Regions from separate parts of the Mus musculus genome. Here regions 1, 3, 4, 5 and 6 are each linked to region 2. Evidence: chromatin contacts called from public Hi-C and HiChIP or PLAC-seq data. All regions are on one chromosome and are shown on one strand. The core of a region is the stretch at or near the end of the contact, and the rest is flanking DNA. Distances in the headings are between cores, read along the strand shown.

Region 1 (2,700 bases), core at 99-2,598, 460 kb before region 2:
ACCAGGGCAGGAACTGGTCCTCAGTCCCAGATGCAGCTGGGGGTCAGAGTTGGGTGCCTGCCCTCCAGATAGTGAGTTCCTAGCCTCCCAAGCCGAAGTCTATGATGAACTGACAAAGGAATTTTGCTGGTGCACCTGAGCATGCTGGCACACACAGCACAAACCTCTCCGTGTCCACCAGGACCCAGGACTTCCAATTTCTACCTGCTTCCTACAGTATCTAACAGAGTGATTCCATGGAACGGCCCAGCTTTCAGGACTCCCAGGAGGCTCCGGGAGGCTCCCCTGCTAACCCTGCCATAAGCCAAGCATGCCACATTAGCTCTACACTGTAGAAGACAGGAGAAAGCAAGACCCAGCAGGTCTATCGTGGGAAGGTAAGTGAGCTGGAGTGTCAGCCCTGCTCTCTGTCTCCACAGCCGTCTTGGAAACTGTTCACACAAAGGTCAGGGCTATAGAGCAGGACCACTCAGCTCCAGTGGATGAGAACAGAGGACCTGGGACAGTTCTGCCTCTGCTATGAACTACAGAAGCGCTCCCAAGAGGCAGCAACCCTTCCATCTCCCGAGGGCAAACAGTCCAGGCAACACTCAGGGCTCTCCATTCGGGCAATGCTGGTCACTATGCCCAGAATGTTACTCAGGCACACCAACAGATGGATCAAAACAAAGAGTCGAGCCAAAGAGATGATCAACAGGTACTGACACGCCAAATGGAAAGAAAGAACTGACTCCTAAAAGTTGTCTTCTGGCACACCCCTCCCCCCAACCCCATACACACACTGTTAGCAGAAGGCCTAATGTCAAGAAAAAGATCCAGAGACATGGTGCTGAGCACCACTCCAAGTCCAGGAGATGGATGGGATCACCCATTGCAGAGGCTGATGTTCCAGGAACAAGCCCAGAAGACTGCCTGGAGTCCAGTGGGTGTCCCAGAGAACAAAGAGCCACCTTGGGTAAGCGTGGACTGGAATGTGTCTGCAGTAGGAATGCAGAGGTGGCTCCAGTCAGACCTGGCTTAACCCAGGAGTAGCTCAAAGCCCACCCACCCCTGAGGGCTCAGGAGCAGCTAGCAGAGAAAAGATGGCACCGTGGGGAGGGACTACAGTCAGAGCCTGGCCCCCTAACATCCTCCTGCAGCCTGATCTGGTTAAGAGTCCAGCAAGGCTTAGAGTCTTCCTCGTGTCCCTACCTGTCATTTCTCATTGCCACCCAGCAACTCCAGCCTTGGTGAAATGAAATGCTGTCCTGTGTCTTTAACCGAAAGAGCCAGGGACGTGCCTGGGCAGGCCTGGACACCATGTTTACCCAGCAGAAGGTGGCCCTCCCTCTACCCTCCCCAGAGCTGGCAAGCCAGGGCCATTTGCCATAGACTTGCCTGGTGTGTAGGCTGCCTATGTGGTTCAGGCCCCAGATCTGCCCAGGGTCTTGCCCAAGAGGCCCTTCAGCCTGGCCAGGCTTCCAAAACTGAGAGAGTTCTCCAAGCCAGCAAAACCAGGGCAGTCAGCAAGGCAGAGGAGTAACTGAAGTACAGGTGTCTACAGACCCGACCATTTTGCACATTTTGCCTTGCCCTGAAGATGCTCTGAGAGCCAGGCCAGGCTCTCTGCTCCAACTGGGAAGGTGAAGAAGGTCAAGAAAGCACAGAGGGGCTGGGCCAGGCTTATGGGCCCAGCTGCAATCTGGGAATGAACCACACTGAGGTGGTTCACTCCTTCTGAATACGAGGATGTGCATCCAAACCACAAACCCACCAGCACTGTGTCAAAGGTGGCGTCACTTATTATTCACTGTGTAGAGAGCGTTCTGGAATGCTTGCTAGCTGCCAGCCGCAGTGCAGGGTGTTGGCGAGTCAGGGCTGAGAGTGGCGGCCATCCTGATGACAAAGGATCCCACAGAAGTCGGCAAGCAGTGCCTGAGGAATCGGGCAAGGGCGGCCTATACACTTGACTCTGCTGTTGGGCTAGGGCAGGCTGTGGCTTGAGGCAGGCTTTGCAGGGTGCTTAGGAGTTCCCCAGGCATACAGAGCAGGGGAGACAGAATGCACAAAGTCTGTACAAGTGAAATCATGGCTGGGGCCTGATAACAGGCAGCCTAAAGGCCAGGCCTTGCTGTGGAAAGGCCCACAGGATTAGTGAGCAAAGGGGGCAGGTGTCCATGGCTCAGGTGTCTTCTATTTAGATCCATTCTGGTGGCCAAGGGGAGACAGGGCAAGAATGGAGTCTAGAGGGCTTTGGGCATCAGAAGGTCGAGTCCAGGTGTTATACCACAAGACAAGTGCCTAGGACAGAAACCCAATCTCATGGTCGCAGGCATAGGGTGGCATCAAGGTGACTCCAAGTTGCAGGCAGCTCAGCCAGGTGATAACAACCCTAGCCTGAGTCTTAAGGTGACCTTATGCAAGTTTAGAATAAAGTCTTCCCTCCCCATAGATACTTTACCATTGTTCTCCAGGATGTTATTTAATAAATTTATCATCAGCAGGGAGCTACCACGTAAGCAGCATTTGTGCAGGGCGAAGCCTGCACTAGCACACTAGCAGATGCACTGCCAGCCAACTGCACATAGCTGTCAGCAGACAATGAAAAGGGTTGGAAGACTGGGGCTCCAGAAGTAAACAACAACAACCACCACCACCACCAAGCCAGGTACAGAGTGAAGAACAATCAAGGCAGAGCTTACTAACCCTCCCTGCTGTTCT
Region 2 (2,700 bases), core at 93-2,592:
CTCTTTGTCTCTCTCTGTGTCTGTCTCTCTGTATGTCTGTTTCTGTCCCTGTCTCTCTGTCTCTCTCTCGCCCTCTCTCTCTGTCTCTCTGTCTGTCTGTCTGTCTGTCTCTCTCTCTCTCTCTGTGTTTATGTGTGTGTATTACGCACATCTGCACACACATTTAGCTCATGTGTCTGCACTGTGATATGCATGCCCATACTCTTCATTAGAGGATAAAGAAGGATGTTGACAACCTGGTCAACCCCCTCTATCTTTTCCCTTAGGATAGGGTCTTTCACTGAACCTGGAGCTAACCTGGCAGCCAACAAACCACACTGATCCTGTTGTCTCCCCCCGCCCCCCCCCCCAGCATCGGGTTACAGGTATGCAAGTGGCCATGCTTGGCCTCTCCTTTAATGTGGGGGCTGGAGATGGAATTCAGCTCCTCAGACTTGCACAGGGCACCCCTCTTCCCCTCTGAGTTACTTTGCCAGCCCCGAGCCTCACCTTGTAAGGATGGCATCTAAAATCCCCTCCCAAATGGAAGTTGCTTTGTGTCTATGACTGCATTTGCTCAACCATCCAGGAGAAAGGATTTCATGCTTTCCCCCTCTCTCTTCTATGTGGCAGACAAGCTCAGAGTCTAAGTGGTCCAGCCAGGGTCTCATAGCACAGATACAGTGAAGCTAGGGGTGGCTGGGGAGGTGCCAAGGATGCTTGCCTGTGTAGAATGTCTCAGGAAGGCTCTGAGGCTTCAGCACCTCAGCCTCCTGGCTAATTGTTGACAGGCTTCCTGGGGGAGGACGTGATATATGCAGCCAAGCTCTCTCTCTCTCTCTCTCTCTCTCTCTCTCTCTCTCTCTCTCTCTCTCTCTCTCTCTCTCTCTCCCCTCTCTCCCTCCCTCTCTCTCTCTCCCCTCTGCTCTCCTCCTCCTTTCCCCCCTCCCCTCTCCCTCCTTGTCTCCCTCCTTTCCTCCCTGTCTAGCTTTCCTTTCTTGTAAGCCTGCCATGAATCAGGAGAGGGAGAGGCACTAAATAAACAGAGATGGATTGGGGCAGAGGCTCTGGAGTGGAATCGGTTTTTTTTTTTTTTTTTTTTTTTTTTGCAAAGCTGCCTTTTCCCTTCGCCTTTTTCTGCAAGCTGCCCCTCTCAGGAGCTTCAAAGAAAAGCCTGCTCCCAAGCAGGATCTTTCGCCCGAGCCAAAAGCCATTTATCTGGAATATTAATATGCCAGCAGCTGCCTGTGACAGTGCCTGCCGCTGATCACACACGCCCAGCCATGATCCCTCCTGGGAATGCTCAGGAGGCTCCAGGAAGCTAATGGGCCCCCTGGGGCACATTCCAGTTACCTTTTGTTTGTCTTTGCCGGAGCTTCTTGCAATTGCTAGCCAAGCATGTCCCCAGTGGACCTCTGGGGTGGGACAGGGACACTCAATGCAGATACACTCCCACTTCACCCTAGGTGATCACTTGGGGGGATGCTTGGTGGGGAAAGAAGGCAAGATTCTCATGCCGCCCCCCCCCAGCAGCTGTCCCTCCATTTCCAATGGGCTCCATCTTGCTAAACTCACAGTAAGATGAAAATATCTTAACATGAAAATGCTTTTAGTACACCTGACCTACCAAACACCCTAGCTTAGTCCAGACTTATTTATTTATGTGTGTGTGTGTGTGTGTGTGTGTGTGTGTGTGTGTGTGTGTGTGTGCTTAAAGCAGCAGTTGAATTTGTATGTGAGTGTAAAGGTCTGGGGCTGATGTCAAGCATCTTCCTCAGTTGCTTTCTACTACATTTGTTTGAGACGCAATGTCTCCTGAACCTGGAGTTAGTGATTCGGGTGGCCAGTGAGCCCCAGGGATACTCCTGTCTAGGCCTCACCAACGCTGGGATTACACGTGCATATTGCCTTGACTAGCTTCTTACATGGGATCTGGCATCAATCTCAGACCCTCATGCTTTCATCTGTCTCCCCAGTCTCTGATCCCCCCCAACATTCCCAAGAGTGTCTTAAACACAAGCACACTACCCTACAGCTGAGCAGAGTGAGAGGAGGTGTCTCACTTCATATTGTAAGCCAAAGAAGAGATCAGAAATTCCAGATGTAAAGTAGTTTTTAAAGATTGCTTGTTAACTGTAAAGTCTCATACAGTTGGCAAATATTGCTTAAGTCTACCTGTCCCAAGTTAACCGGGTTAAGTTGGGGACTGTCTAAATGCCTTACACTAAGAGTTGAGTTGGATTCATCCACGTCTTGATGTTAAAAGTAAAACCTAGGCCTCCGTGGCAGCTCAACCACTCCAGTGCTCGATACCTTTAAGTGGTTTTCAGGTGCCCTTGAACTTCAATGTTCTCTCTGTACATTGGCCTGGTCAGACTTTGTGCTTGGCTACTAGGGTCCTTCTTTCATGTGAGACACACTGTAGAGATGATGGAGGAAGAACAGTAGGCCAAGAGTCTGAGGCCAGGGGTTCAAATCCTGACCCTGCCACAGGATATCTTTGGCCAAGTTCCTGAGGTACCATATCATAAGATACATTATAACACAGAAGGGAAATGAGATTCCCTGCTAGAGTCTTGGGGAGGGTGTCATCTCTCTGTGGCTTCAGAGAAAGTCTCCTGAGGCTGAGGACAAGCCTTCACATGCTACCTGAAGCCAACCCCCAAACTTCAGCTAGGAGCAATCCTTCTTTCTGCAAACAGTACTTTTCTTGAAATCGGT
Region 3 (2,700 bases), core at 151-2,650, 330 kb before region 2:
ACCCTCCCCCCCACTTCCCTACCCACCCATTCCCATTTTTTTGGCCCTGGCGTTCCCCTGTACTGGGGCATATAAAGTTTGCAAGTCCAATGGGCCTCTCTTTGCAGTGATGGCCGACTAGGCCATCTTTTGATACATATGCAGCTAATCTAGGTTAGGTTCACATAAAATGAAACAAGCCATCCAGGCACATAGATGAGCAGTGTTTTGGATAAGCTCACGCTTGCGTGACTGTGCCCTGTCCAGCCTCATTGCCGGGTTCCCACAAGTATCTGAGGTTTCCTTGTCTAAACTCCACGCGCCTCAGTCCTCGAAGGGGAAGTGTTTTGTGTGTGTCCTGACAACACACACTTGCTCACAGGCGGTGCTTGTTGTGTGCATAGAACTCACCTGGAGGGAGAAGTGATTATACCTATTGCATAAATGGGGATGCTGACCAAAACTGATGCCACATGTCCAAGGTCACGTGACTGGGGCAGAGACAAGACTGGCATGCAGGCTTCCAAAGATGCTTCTGCAGACCAACTGGGCCCTGCCGAAGAATCCAGATTCACAACAGGAGCCCAGGCATCCAGCTCTCAAAGCTTCCTAGACCCAGGATCTCACCAGCCTCTGGAGAGCAGACAGCCCAGTCTGGTCTGACTAAGGCCCCAGGCACAGTGATCTGGGGTCATGATACCCTCAAGGTGACATCTTTCATAGTGGCATCTGGTGGTGGGAGGGTGGGGGCAGCAGGGCAGACAGGTGGAGCAAGGAAATTAGACTCCGAGGCACAGGACAAAGGCCCCACTGCTGGTCTCCCCGGGCGAGCATTAGTCCTTGCCAACAAATGGACTACAGCTTCTCTCATTAACTTGTGGAATGGTGTGTAATAATAAAACGCCCCTTAAAGCTGGGACGGGACACAAATGACCGCTTTCTCAGGTCCTAATCAGGATCATTAACTGCATATGGAAAGGTTTTATAAACATTTGCTAAACTCCCGGGTTCACTGTGACCATGTCTTGGCTGTGAAGACACATACCCAGGGCTCAGGATTCCATGGGCTCTCTTCAGAGGCTTCTCTGTGCTGAGGAGCCCTCCCCACTTTTCTCCAAGCACCTTTTGTGGTCCACGGCAGAAGCTGTTCCTCCCCAGTCTTCCTTTATCCCTCATCCCACACTGTGCCATCATCCCTACCCACCGTTTCCCTCCACATTTGCGACACATCACGTCTGCCTCCTGCCTCGGGAAGGTACAGGTCTGAAGCACTGAAGGTTGGATCTGTAAGAGGTTAGTTAGATCAGAACCCTCTCAACAAGAGCAAGTCCAGAGGATAAGCATCCCCCTCCCCAAGAACCCCCCCCTTCTCCCCGCCAGGAGCAGGCTGACCTGAAGGGCTCTGTTTGCTGACTTCCTCCTGGCCTTGGGTGACAGTATACAAAGGAGGGGCCAAGGCTTGGCAGGAGCTCGCCTCTCCTCCCCTGCAGAAGGGCTCTTCAGTCTCGGGAAGATTTTTTCTTAAAACTCCTCCTTGATTTGAGGACTCTTTCCTGTCCCCCATCCTCACTCCCTACAGAGGGAGGACTGGGTTGTACACTGGATATGTATTATTCCAAAGGACTTTCTTTCTCACCCCATCTAGCCCAATGACTTCAGATACTCAATGCCCACTTCCTGTTCCCAAGTGAAGAAACCACCCCAGCACTGTCTATTTAGCCCAACACATGTCCCAGCAGACCACCTCAACCCAAGCCAGAGTTCCCAATGGCCTGGCCAGGAAGGAAGGGTGTGGCCAGGCTGCAATGGGGGAAGTCACAGTGCTGAGACCCTTCCCTAAGCTAGGAATGCTTCTAGAGGAAAACATTAGCAGGAGCGGCCTGGCTGAGGCTGGGAGGATATAGGATTGCAGCCAAATGTCTGTGCACATATGCACACCCATACCCACACTGTCTCACATATATATGCATACAGTGCACACACATGCACAGTCACACATGCATGTGTGCACTTGATGACTCTTAGAGACAGGAAGTCAGGGAGCAGTTTAGATTCAATAAACATTGACAGTCAATGACCATCCCTTTGCTCCCAGTCTCTCTTCAAGGCTCTGTCTATTCTTAACATGCAAGTAGTAAAGGCCTCAATTAAAAGCTTTTCCCAGTAACCCTTCTGTGCTTCTAGCCTTTCTCATGAAAGGGAATCCTCACCATGCCTCCGTCAAGAACAAGGAGCCAGCTAGTGGTGGCACATGTCTTTACTCCCAGTACTCAGGTAGGCAGATCTCTGAGTTCGAGACCAGCCTGGTGTGCAGAGTGAGTTTCAGGACAGCCAGGGCTACACAGAGAAACCTTGTCTTGAAGCAGCCAAAACCAAAACAACAACAACAACAACAACAACAACAAAAACCCAAGTGATCGATCTTCCAGCACCGAACTGACAGACTCCCCCACACCCTGCAGACCCCCTCTGTTTCTCTAAGCTTCAGGTTCAAGGCTGCACATCTGGGATGAGATGAAGTTCAGACTCAGATAGGAACTGCCTCTCCCTGCTCGTACTTTGAAGCTACCTCCACACTAGCTTTTATCACCATGTCGTCCAGGGGTTGGGTCACATTCCAATGCCTGCCACTTGTTTATCACATTCAAGGTAGCCTTGGTTGCATGTGACACTCTGACTAAGCCTTGGAAAGTCTCTTGTAGTAGCTTAGGCAGAATCTGT
Region 4 (2,700 bases), core at 20-2,519, 360 kb before region 2:
CCTGTTTGGGCCTCACTTTCATGCATCAAGTGGGACAAAGAACATTGGGAGCTCGGTAGCATTTGGAGGATCTGGTAGACTAACCAGTACCCATTACACATTAGTTTTTGAAAGCCTGTCAGTTAGATGTTCCTGACAGAATGCAGAATCCTTTCTCTGGGGTGTAAGAGACCTACAGATACTGATCCGAGGAGATGCCCATGCATAGAAGTTTATGGAAAATGTTGGGAGTGCAACTCTAGGGGGTGTTTATGAGCATGTATTGCTCCTTGGGACTGTAATGCATGCTTTAGGGGGCAGCTGGCCACTAGCTCCACCCAGTGCTCGGAGGATGCAGCGTCTGCAGCCACCAGTTTGCTCTGCAAGGATGTGGCTAGCTGGATATCACAAACCAGCCACAAGAGTCCAGTTGTCCTAAGGAGGTCAAGGGCCTCAAAGAGCCTTTGCTTTGGACCCCGTACTGTTCACATAATGGCCTCAATGCTCAAGTACTGGCCTGGGAGAATTCCTGCCTGTCCACTTATGCACGCATGTACATATGTATGCACACCATTCATACGCTTATGGGAACAGAACTGCAGACTGATTTATTTACTAGCACGGACAATCTGAGTGTCTTCCAGCTTGTCCTTTGTTCAGTGTCAGAATATGATGCCAGGTAATGCCCAGAAAGAATCTTCTATTTAGTTTCTGCTGCCTTTCAGCCATCCCCATTTTACTGGCTAGAGAACGGAGGTAAGAAGGGATAAGTGCTTTGCCTTAGGATCCAAAGCAAGGAAGTGACAGAGCCAGTAGCAACAAGAAAGGTACCAGGGTGTCCTGACCAGTGTTGGGGCTCCTCTGGGAGGTGGTGTCTGCCCCACTGGAGAGTGTGATTTAAGCATCTTCTCCACTCAGCACTCCCATTTTGCAGATTGGAAGAGTGACTGTGCTCACATCTGGTAAGCTCTGAGCAGGGGCTGTGGTTTCAGCCCACACAGCTGGGAAATTCCAGGCCTGAGGCTGCTGCTGGGTGCACAAGGTTCATTTAGAATCCAAATGAAAAATAATGATACTAAAAAGGAGCTTGACAAACACGGTTGCATACAGAAGCCTGGGGGCCGGCCATTTCCTGAGACTGCTCTTCAGGGCTGCCTGCCTGCCCAAGGCCTTGCCCACTGCTGGGGATCCTTGGCCAGCCAGCCGATGGCCCTGGCAGAGCCTCTAACTGAGCCCTACCCCCAGTCCTGCTGACACAGGCATCCTGGTCCCTTACCTCCCAGCCCTCCCTTGCCTGCTGGCAGGCTGTGGTAACAAGATGCCCTTTGTGTGTGTGTTGGGGGAAGGGGGCAGTGGGCAGCTCCTATGCTGCTTCTTGCTTCTGAGTCACAGCTCCTGCCAGCTCTGGGGACAGAGAGTTGCAGGTGACTGGCCAGGCGGCAAGAAGCCCAAGACCTTGGAGATGACCTCAGACAACCCCTTCCTCAAACAGTGGGGAAAGTGAGGCTGAGAAGGGGGAAGGGAGTGTCCTCTAGGCACTTGTTAAGGGGGAACATACTTCTGTAGCCAGGGGCTTCCACACTTGCAGGGACTTAGTAATATCCTTTGTTCACCAGAATAGCTACTGTGTCCAGGGACACATATGTACAAGCTCACACATGTGCATGTGAGCACATGTTCATAAGCATGTGATTGAATGAACTTGTGTCAGTATTCATGTTTCCCTAAGGTCCCCACACTTCCTCCAAGACTTTAAGGCCTGGCCTCAGGGACATTTGTCTATTCTGTCTGATGCAGAGGTGACCTAGGCTTGTCCTTACCCACTGCTTAAACATTTCCACCAAGGCAGCTGTGTGTCTGTGATGGGCAGTTCACTTCTTGACACGTCACGCCTGAGCCCGAGGTGATATGTCTCAGCTCCCTGACGTAGTGCAGTATGGGACTCACAGTGGCTTTAGACAGATGATATTTCTGAGGACACTGGCTCCAGAGCCAGGCTGCCAGGCTGACTTCTGGCTTCCTCATTTCCTGGTGTATGACTTAGGATCTTTACATCTTCTCCGGGTCTCCATTTCCTCATCTGTAAAGTGGAGACCTCAACAGACTTGCCTCTCAGGGTTGTTTTTTTTACACATTACAGGGATTGGTTTTTACCCATGAAGCTCTGAGAACTCCTAGCTGTCTCTGGCAGGCCCTTAAGGAGTATTAGAGTCTATTATTAGTGCTTTTCCTGAGCCCACGCAACCCCAAGGGAGATGCAGAGGTCTGGAGCTGACTTGGATTCACAGCCTGGTTGTAAGACTGAGGAGAGGACAGGTTTTTTTTGGTCTGCTGACAGATCAGCAACAGAAATGGCAGAGGCTTTTCTTGGGAGGACATGACTGTTCTGGGCTATGGCCTCCTGAATGTGGCCACTCTGAACTGTAGCTTCCAAATTTCAGCATCTCTGATGTCCCATGGGCCTCCCAGACACAGCAATAGCTAGGCTTCAGGAGGGAAGACAGTGAGGCCCCTGGCTAGAATGGGGGCTTTGGTGGCTTTGGCTGGCAGTACATTCTCTCTCGCTGCTGCTGTGATGCCTTACCTAATGCTGGGATGACCATCTGGGTCCCAGGGCTCTGAGGGGACCTGCCGGCCATCTGCCTGCTTGGCATTGCCTGCTTCCGAGAAGCAGCAGGGTGGCTTGGGCAAAGCAGCCCCCATCCGCTTCCTCCCCCACTA
Region 5 (2,700 bases), core at 15-2,514, 290 kb before region 2:
GAGGGAGTGTGCTGGTGAAGATGGTGATGGTGGTGGTGTTGACAGCAATGGCAATGACAAAGTGATGATGTTGACCGTGATATTTGTGTGTTTGTGGTGATGGTATCGACGGTGTTGATGATGATTATGGTGATGGTAGTAGTCTTGGTGGTGGTAATGGTGATGGGTCATGGTGGTAATGTTTGTAATATTGGTGGCGATGTTTATGGTCTTGGTGGTGACAATGATGATAGTGGCTTTTTTTTTTTAAGTTGGCAGTGATGCTGATGATTATGGTGATGATAGTGGTGGTTGTGGTGCTGCTGTTGATGGTGGTGACAGCGATGGTGAAGGCTGTGGTTGTGGTAATGTTGGCAGTAGTGAATCCTGACCAGGAGAGAATCTAGAAGGTGCAGAAGAGCTGATGTAATGGTATTTGATGACAGGAGCCATTTGCATTAGGGGAGGTGTGAGGTGATGGCTTTGGATGTTCTTATAGCCTATCGGATATCTAGGTGGTGTCCAGTGGACAGTGAGTACTGGGATCTGGAATTTAGCCAGACAAAGATGAGAGCGGTAGAGAATACACCTGCTTTGGGCATGAGATGCCCGAGAGAGGGCACAGAGGGACAGAACCAGAGCCAGGGTCTCTGTGGCTTCCTGATGTTCAGAAGGGTTTCCGAGTCTCCAGGCTTCCTAGGCTCTGCCCAGGGGCTGGAATCCAGGCTTCTCTGCTTGCCTCTCACCAGTGTCACACTCAGTGTTTTTATTCCTCGCCAGGTTCTCAGGAGGATGACATTTGAAAAGGGAGCTCTGTGCTAAAAAAAAAAAAAATCTCTTTCTAACCCAGGTGAAGGAATTGCCATCCTGTGGGGTTAAGAGAAGGGCCTGGGTGACCCCTTGTGACAGCTGGTCCAGGCTGGAATCAATCTGGAGCTCTGCAAAGGGATCGTGGTGTGTGGAGCAGCCTGCGAATAGGGATCTCTTTATAAGGAGGCTCCCTTCTCCCTTAACAAGCCCAGCGAGTCTGCAGTGGGTCTGGTGGAGGGGGTTGCAGCAGAGACGGTGGCAGGGCTTGAGGAGGTGCCTGATTACAAGTCCTCTAAAACCTGGGCTATGGCTCCAGCCAGATGTCGTCCCAGTGAGCACGTGGCCCTGCTGTGGCCCCAGTTTGGCTGCCGATGACTGCCTGGCCTTTCCTGCCCTCTCCTGCCACAGGCCCTCACACCAGGCCGGAATGTCCTCAGGAAGCGGCATCTCGCTCTGCAGAGGGAGCTTTGCTTCTGGACTCCTGGCTGCAGCTCCAGCCAGGATGTTTTGCAATGAGCCTGGGGAAGCGTCCATTCCGGGAAGATCAGGGAGTGGACGGTGCTTGCCAGCAGGGGTCTGGGTGAGAGGGCAGCCACTGCCTGCTGGGCTGGGGTGGGACAGCCCATTCCTCAGGCCCTGTGGGACCTTGGCCTCTAAGCTGTTTATCTGTCTGTCTGCCTGTCCATCTGGATTAGAGGGGCTGGCTTGCTCACTTCAGTTCCCCAAAGGGCTCCCAACTGCAGGGCAGCTTGAGCCTTCTTTCGCTTTATTTCATCTTGGAATGTTTTTGAATATGACTCAAAAGCGATTACAAATTGAAAAGGTACGCCTGCTTCCAGCCACACTGCCCCTGCCCAGGATCCTGGGCCCCAGGAGTAAACTCCCTCAAGTCCCTTTTGTAGTTTGTTGTCTAGTGTTCTGTTTGCAAACAGAAGTGGCTGCTCCTACCCCAGAGGAATCATGCTATGTGCGATGCTTAGGGCTTTGTTCTCCAAAGGGCCACATGACTGTCTGCACAGGACTCCAGCAGGGGTCATCAAGCGCCATGTGGATCCCTCACATAGGACTGTCTGTATTTGCTTTGGAGGAACATGCTGGAGGTGCAAGGCTCTCTACTTTCTTAAGAGCCAGTCCCTTCTCTGGTCTAACCTGTTCCTCCTACTTTCTCATGTAGCCACATTGACAGGAGAAGACCCCGAGGAAGCATGCCCAAGGGAAAACTGTAAATGACAAAGCCGAGGACTTCAATTCAGGTGGACTGGGATTCGACTCTTTCCTCTTTGTCTGTTGTACTGTTGGGAACTTTAGACCTATGGAGTCTTCTATTTTTAGGAGCCAGACCTTCGAAAATTGGAGAGGGCCAGCCAGTATGTCAAGATCTCACGGCTGCCCTTCCCTCTTGTCCTGACACCTGAGCTCTCCTGTGTGTGAAGGATTTCCGCATGCCCAGAAGACAGCTTCAAGCTTCCAGAGCCAGGCACACTTATAGAAGAAAGGAATAAAACCATTTTACAGATGTGTATGCCGAGGCAGCTGAAAGCAATTGCTGACTTGGGTCATGGTTTAAGTCAGGGTGGGTTCTGGGCCCCTGGCCCTCACATGTCCCTACCCAGCATCCTCTTTACCTGCTCTTCCCCCATAGTGTCACTTTGTGCTTTGTCCCTGAAGGCTTTTACCTGTCTTCTCCACTTTTCTCAGCCTTGTTTACCTGACGGTTCCTTTCCTTGGTCTTCACTGGCTAAGGTCAGCCTCTGGTGTGTATGTATGTGTGTGTGTGTGTGCACATGTGTGTGTGCATGTGTGTATGTATGTAAGTGGGTGTGTATGTGTGAGTGTGTGTGTACATGTGTGAGTGTGTTATATGTGCGAGTGTATGTGTATGTGTGGGTATGTATATGTGAGTGTGTGTAT
Region 6 (2,700 bases), core at 91-2,590, 500 kb before region 2:
GCACCTCCATGTGCCCACGGGAAGCTGGAGGCCAGAGTCATTGGATCCCCCTAGTATTACAGGCAGTGTGAGTGCTGGAAAGCAAAGTTAGGTCCTCGGGAAGAGTAGTATATGCTCTTAACCATGGAGCCTTACTTATTTAATTTTTGTATGCGTTTGTGTGCACATAAGGTCAGTGTTGAGTGTCTTCTGTATTCACTCTCCATATTCTTTGTGTGTGTATGTGTGTGTGTATGTGTTTGTTTTTGAGACATGGTGTCTTACTATGTCTTACCAGCTCTGACTTGCCTGGAACTCACTCTGAAGACCAGGCTAGCCTTGAATTCACGGAGATCTGCCCGCTTCTGCCTCCCTAGTGGTGGGATTAAAGGTGTCTGCCACTACACCTGGTTTTCCACATTGGTCTTTTGAGACAGGGTCTTTCACTGAACCTGGAGCTCACCAGTTCTGCTTGACTGGCCAGCTGCTGAGCCTCAGGGCTACCTGTCTACCTGTCTCCACCTCCCCATCCTCCAGACTCAGTGTGTAGCAGAGGAGAGCCACAGATAGTTAGGTATTTCTAATGCATTTCTCTTATTCTTTAATAAATACACAGCATAAATAAATAAAACAAAATTTATGTTCTTTCGGGTTCTGATTTTAGAATCTAGTCACAAATGTCTTAAGTTTCTTGGGCCAAATTTCTACAAACTCACTACAGTGAAGTTTTGGCAGAAGAGTGTTTGCAGAGAAAACAAAGCAGAGAGGTTAGTGCCTGCCCTGAGCATATGACAAAGCCTAGGTCTCGGGTGCTGGGAGCGTTCAGCAGCAGCCTCTCTCCAGCCCATGCCTAGCCCTACACAATCTCTGGGCTTGGTAAAGAACCTCTAGAGAATGAGGCGACTGGATGAAGATGGCAATGCTGAAGTCTGGGATCCAAGATGGTGTCCTTTCCCAGGATTCCCTGAAGCCCTCCTCTTTCTTCCATCAGCCTCCTCTGGTGATCGTTGGCAGGGGCTAGAAGCATCAATCTCTCTTTGGATCATACCAGGAGCTCCAAGCATACCCCTGATGCTACAACCTCATTCCTGAGCCTTGATTCTGTGGACTCTAGCACAGGCCCCAGCCTTCTTTTGACCTTGGTCTCCCTATATATTTGTCTTTGGGATAGGCCTCGATGGTGTTGGTTCTAGGGCCTCACAGTTCTAGGGCCATCTGGGGCTTTGCAGCTGGAGACCCTGGCTGGGCCCCACTGCCTGCCTTCCTGCTGAGAACAGGATGTGGGTGTCAGGAGGTGAGGAGAGCATGGGGCCGGGTTGGGAGTGGCCTTGGGTTGGGACTTCCTGAAGCCAGATCGGTTTACCACAGTCAGTTGGGCTCAGGACCGCACAGCTGTGAGTTATAAATGGCCCTCTCAGAGCAGGGTCTAGAGGCCCTGATGCCAGTGGAGGCAGCAAGTGTCCATAGTGCCTACCCAGGGGTCTTCCCCAGCTAACGGCCTAGCCTCTGGAAGCCAGTTCTATCTGTCCTGCCCTCTCGAGCTATGAGTTCTCTTTATACCTCACTCTGAGATTACTGATAAGGGGGCTGACACCATCTTCTCCTTAGCCTTCAAGTGAGAATCCTGTGGTCTTGGTGACTAGGGAGATCCTTTTGAGCAAGGCCAATGACCTGACACAGGACACAGGGTCCCTGACACCAAACTGGGCACACAGCCAGCTACTCCAACGACAACCCAACAACTCAGCAACCTGCTTCCCATAGCCTAACTGCCTTCCAGTGCCCGCACCAGAGCATACACAGGGGAGGAGGGAGAGAGAGTACCGAGGTCTCAGCCTGCTTGCAGTGGCCCTCAGCTTAGCAAAGCAGCAGCAACTCGGCCTAGCGCCAGGCCTTGGTGTGATTCGCATCCCCGGCAGGAGGTGTTCTGAGGGCCCCTTCCCCCTGTGGGCTGCCTGGAATCAATCCTTCAGGCCATGCTCAGCCTGGGGCACACCACATGGTCAAGAATAAGAGGGACAGTGCCTCCTACTGGGACCAGTGAAGGGGGACACAGAAACAGGCACAGTGGCAAACTGTAGTTCAGGTCTATGACAGCTGAAGTTTATGGCATTTTGGAGGCCCTCTTGAAAAAATATGTAAAATTGTAAATGCCTATTTAGAGTTAGAAAAATCAGAACAAACTCCTGGATCCTCAGGGATCCAAATCCCATTTCTGGTGAGGCTTCTTTAAATGACTGACCAGAAATACTTATAGCGAGAAGCTCCCAATTACAACTTGTGACACCTCTCTACCTGTAACACTCCACAGCTCCCAGGAACTCCAAGTCTCCAGCCAGCTTCTCCCTAACTTTGCCAATCATCATCATGGTAACGAAACTGTTAATACCGACTAACTTAGGGCCATTAGCTGTACCATTCTAAGTACTTTATGTCAACTGACTCATTTAGTCTCATGACATCCTGGGAAGTACACGCTGTACCCATTTTAAAAGATGAGGAAACATAGAGGGACACGAAGAAAACAGCTCAAGGTCACCGCCAGGATAGGAACCCAGACAGGCTGGCACTGTGCCCTGACCAGTCCTCTCGGCCACCGCACCGAGAAGCTGGAGAGACTCCAAAAGCAGCAGCAGCAGCAGCAGCAGCAGCAGCAGCAGCAGCAACCAAGGGCAGATGCTAAGTATACCCATTCATGTATGCATTCATCCATGAACGACA

Evidence for each region. A called contact is a pair of places that touch in the nucleus more often than the background predicts. HiChIP or PLAC-seq counts read pairs in DNA pulled down with a chosen protein or histone mark.
Region 1: a contact with region 2 is called in an HNF4G HiChIP or PLAC-seq map of pancreatic cancer cells. The contact joins two enhancer-like sites. A contact is called at or near these places in 1 of 39 promoter capture datasets (hippocampal neurons), 2 of 484 Hi-C or Micro-C datasets (stem cell-derived neural progenitor cells and uterus), 15 of 115 datasets of contacts at active chromatin or transcription factors (the 230-238 cell line, bone marrow-derived macrophages, craniofacial prominence and 12 more) and 1 of 9 other capture datasets (embryonic stem cells).
Region 3: a Hi-C map of uterus shows a contact between it and region 2. The contact joins two enhancer-like sites. A contact is called at or near these places in 3 of 484 Hi-C or Micro-C datasets (hematopoietic stem and progenitor cells and uterus) and 1 of 9 other capture datasets (embryonic stem cells).
Region 4: an HNF4G HiChIP or PLAC-seq map of pancreatic cancer cells shows a contact between it and region 2. The contact joins two enhancer-like sites. A contact is called at or near these places in 3 of 484 Hi-C or Micro-C datasets (nephron progenitors, uterus and ventricular fibroblasts) and 16 of 115 datasets of contacts at active chromatin or transcription factors (the NIH/3T3 cell line, T-cell acute lymphoblastic leukemia, astrocytes and 13 more).
Region 5: a Hi-C map of the N1E-115 cell line shows a contact between it and region 2, with 2.1 times the contacts expected there. The contact joins two enhancer-like sites. A contact is called at or near these places in 4 of 484 Hi-C or Micro-C datasets (the N1E-115 cell line, epidermal suprabasal cells, nephron progenitors and 1 more), 1 of 115 datasets of contacts at active chromatin or transcription factors (pancreatic cancer cells) and 1 of 9 other capture datasets (embryonic stem cells).
Region 6: a FOXA1 HiChIP or PLAC-seq map of pancreatic cancer cells shows a contact between it and region 2. The contact joins two enhancer-like sites. A contact is called at or near these places in 5 of 115 datasets of contacts at active chromatin or transcription factors (T-cell acute lymphoblastic leukemia, acute myeloid leukemia, embryonic basal ganglia and 2 more) and 1 of 9 other capture datasets (embryonic stem cells).

The regions. Positions count from the first base shown.
Region 1 is chr14:25,475,334-25,478,033 of GRCm38.p6, reverse strand. All of the region lies in intron 1 of Zmiz1 (zinc finger, MIZ-type containing 1), which reads right to left. Among named protein-coding and RNA genes, the nearest start is that of Zmiz1, 17 kb to the right of the region's middle. Within about 2 kb of position 1,348, at least 109 of the 459 cell types and tissues checked have an H3K27ac peak or open chromatin away from gene starts, as enhancers often do. A contact at or near this core is called in pancreatic cancer cells, where this site is marked.
Region 2 is chr14:25,014,038-25,016,737 of GRCm38.p6, reverse strand. No RefSeq gene overlaps it. Among named protein-coding and RNA genes, the nearest start is that of Gm41111, 33 kb to the right of the region's middle. Within about 2 kb of position 1,342, at least 87 of the 459 cell types and tissues checked have an H3K27ac peak or open chromatin away from gene starts, as enhancers often do. A contact at or near this core is called in the N1E-115 cell line, forebrain, pancreatic cancer cells and 1 more, where this site is marked.
Region 3 is chr14:25,342,116-25,344,815 of GRCm38.p6, reverse strand. The region is part of intron 1 of Zmiz1os1 (a long non-coding RNA gene); the gene reads left to right. Among named protein-coding and RNA genes, the nearest start is that of Gm41113, 36 kb to the left of the region's middle. Within about 2 kb of position 1,400, at least 24 of the 459 cell types and tissues checked have an H3K27ac peak or open chromatin away from gene starts, as enhancers often do. A contact at or near this core is called in uterus, where this site is marked.
Region 4 is chr14:25,370,385-25,373,084 of GRCm38.p6, reverse strand. The region is part of intron 1 of Zmiz1os1 (a long non-coding RNA gene); the gene reads left to right. Among named protein-coding and RNA genes, the nearest start is that of Gm41113, 7.5 kb to the left of the region's middle. Within about 2 kb of position 1,269, at least 161 of the 459 cell types and tissues checked have an H3K27ac peak or open chromatin away from gene starts, as enhancers often do. A contact at or near this core is called in forebrain, pancreatic cancer cells and uterus, where this site is marked.
Region 5 is chr14:25,303,230-25,305,929 of GRCm38.p6, reverse strand. The region is part of intron 2 of Zmiz1os1 (a long non-coding RNA gene); the gene reads left to right. It overlaps LOC115486423 (a long non-coding RNA gene), which reads left to right. Exons shown (of 2, transcript XR_001781198.1): 2 at 1-2,309. Among named protein-coding and RNA genes, the nearest start is that of Gm41113, 75 kb to the left of the region's middle. Within about 2 kb of position 1,264, at least 107 of the 459 cell types and tissues checked have an H3K27ac peak or open chromatin away from gene starts, as enhancers often do. A contact at or near this core is called in the N1E-115 cell line, pancreatic cancer cells and uterus, where this site is marked.
Region 6 is chr14:25,516,006-25,518,705 of GRCm38.p6, reverse strand. The region is part of intron 2 of Zmiz1 (zinc finger, MIZ-type containing 1); the gene reads right to left. Among named protein-coding and RNA genes, the nearest start is that of Mir3075, 17 kb to the left of the region's middle. Within about 2 kb of position 1,340, at least 190 of the 459 cell types and tissues checked have an H3K27ac peak or open chromatin away from gene starts, as enhancers often do. A contact at or near this core is called in pancreatic cancer cells, where this site is marked.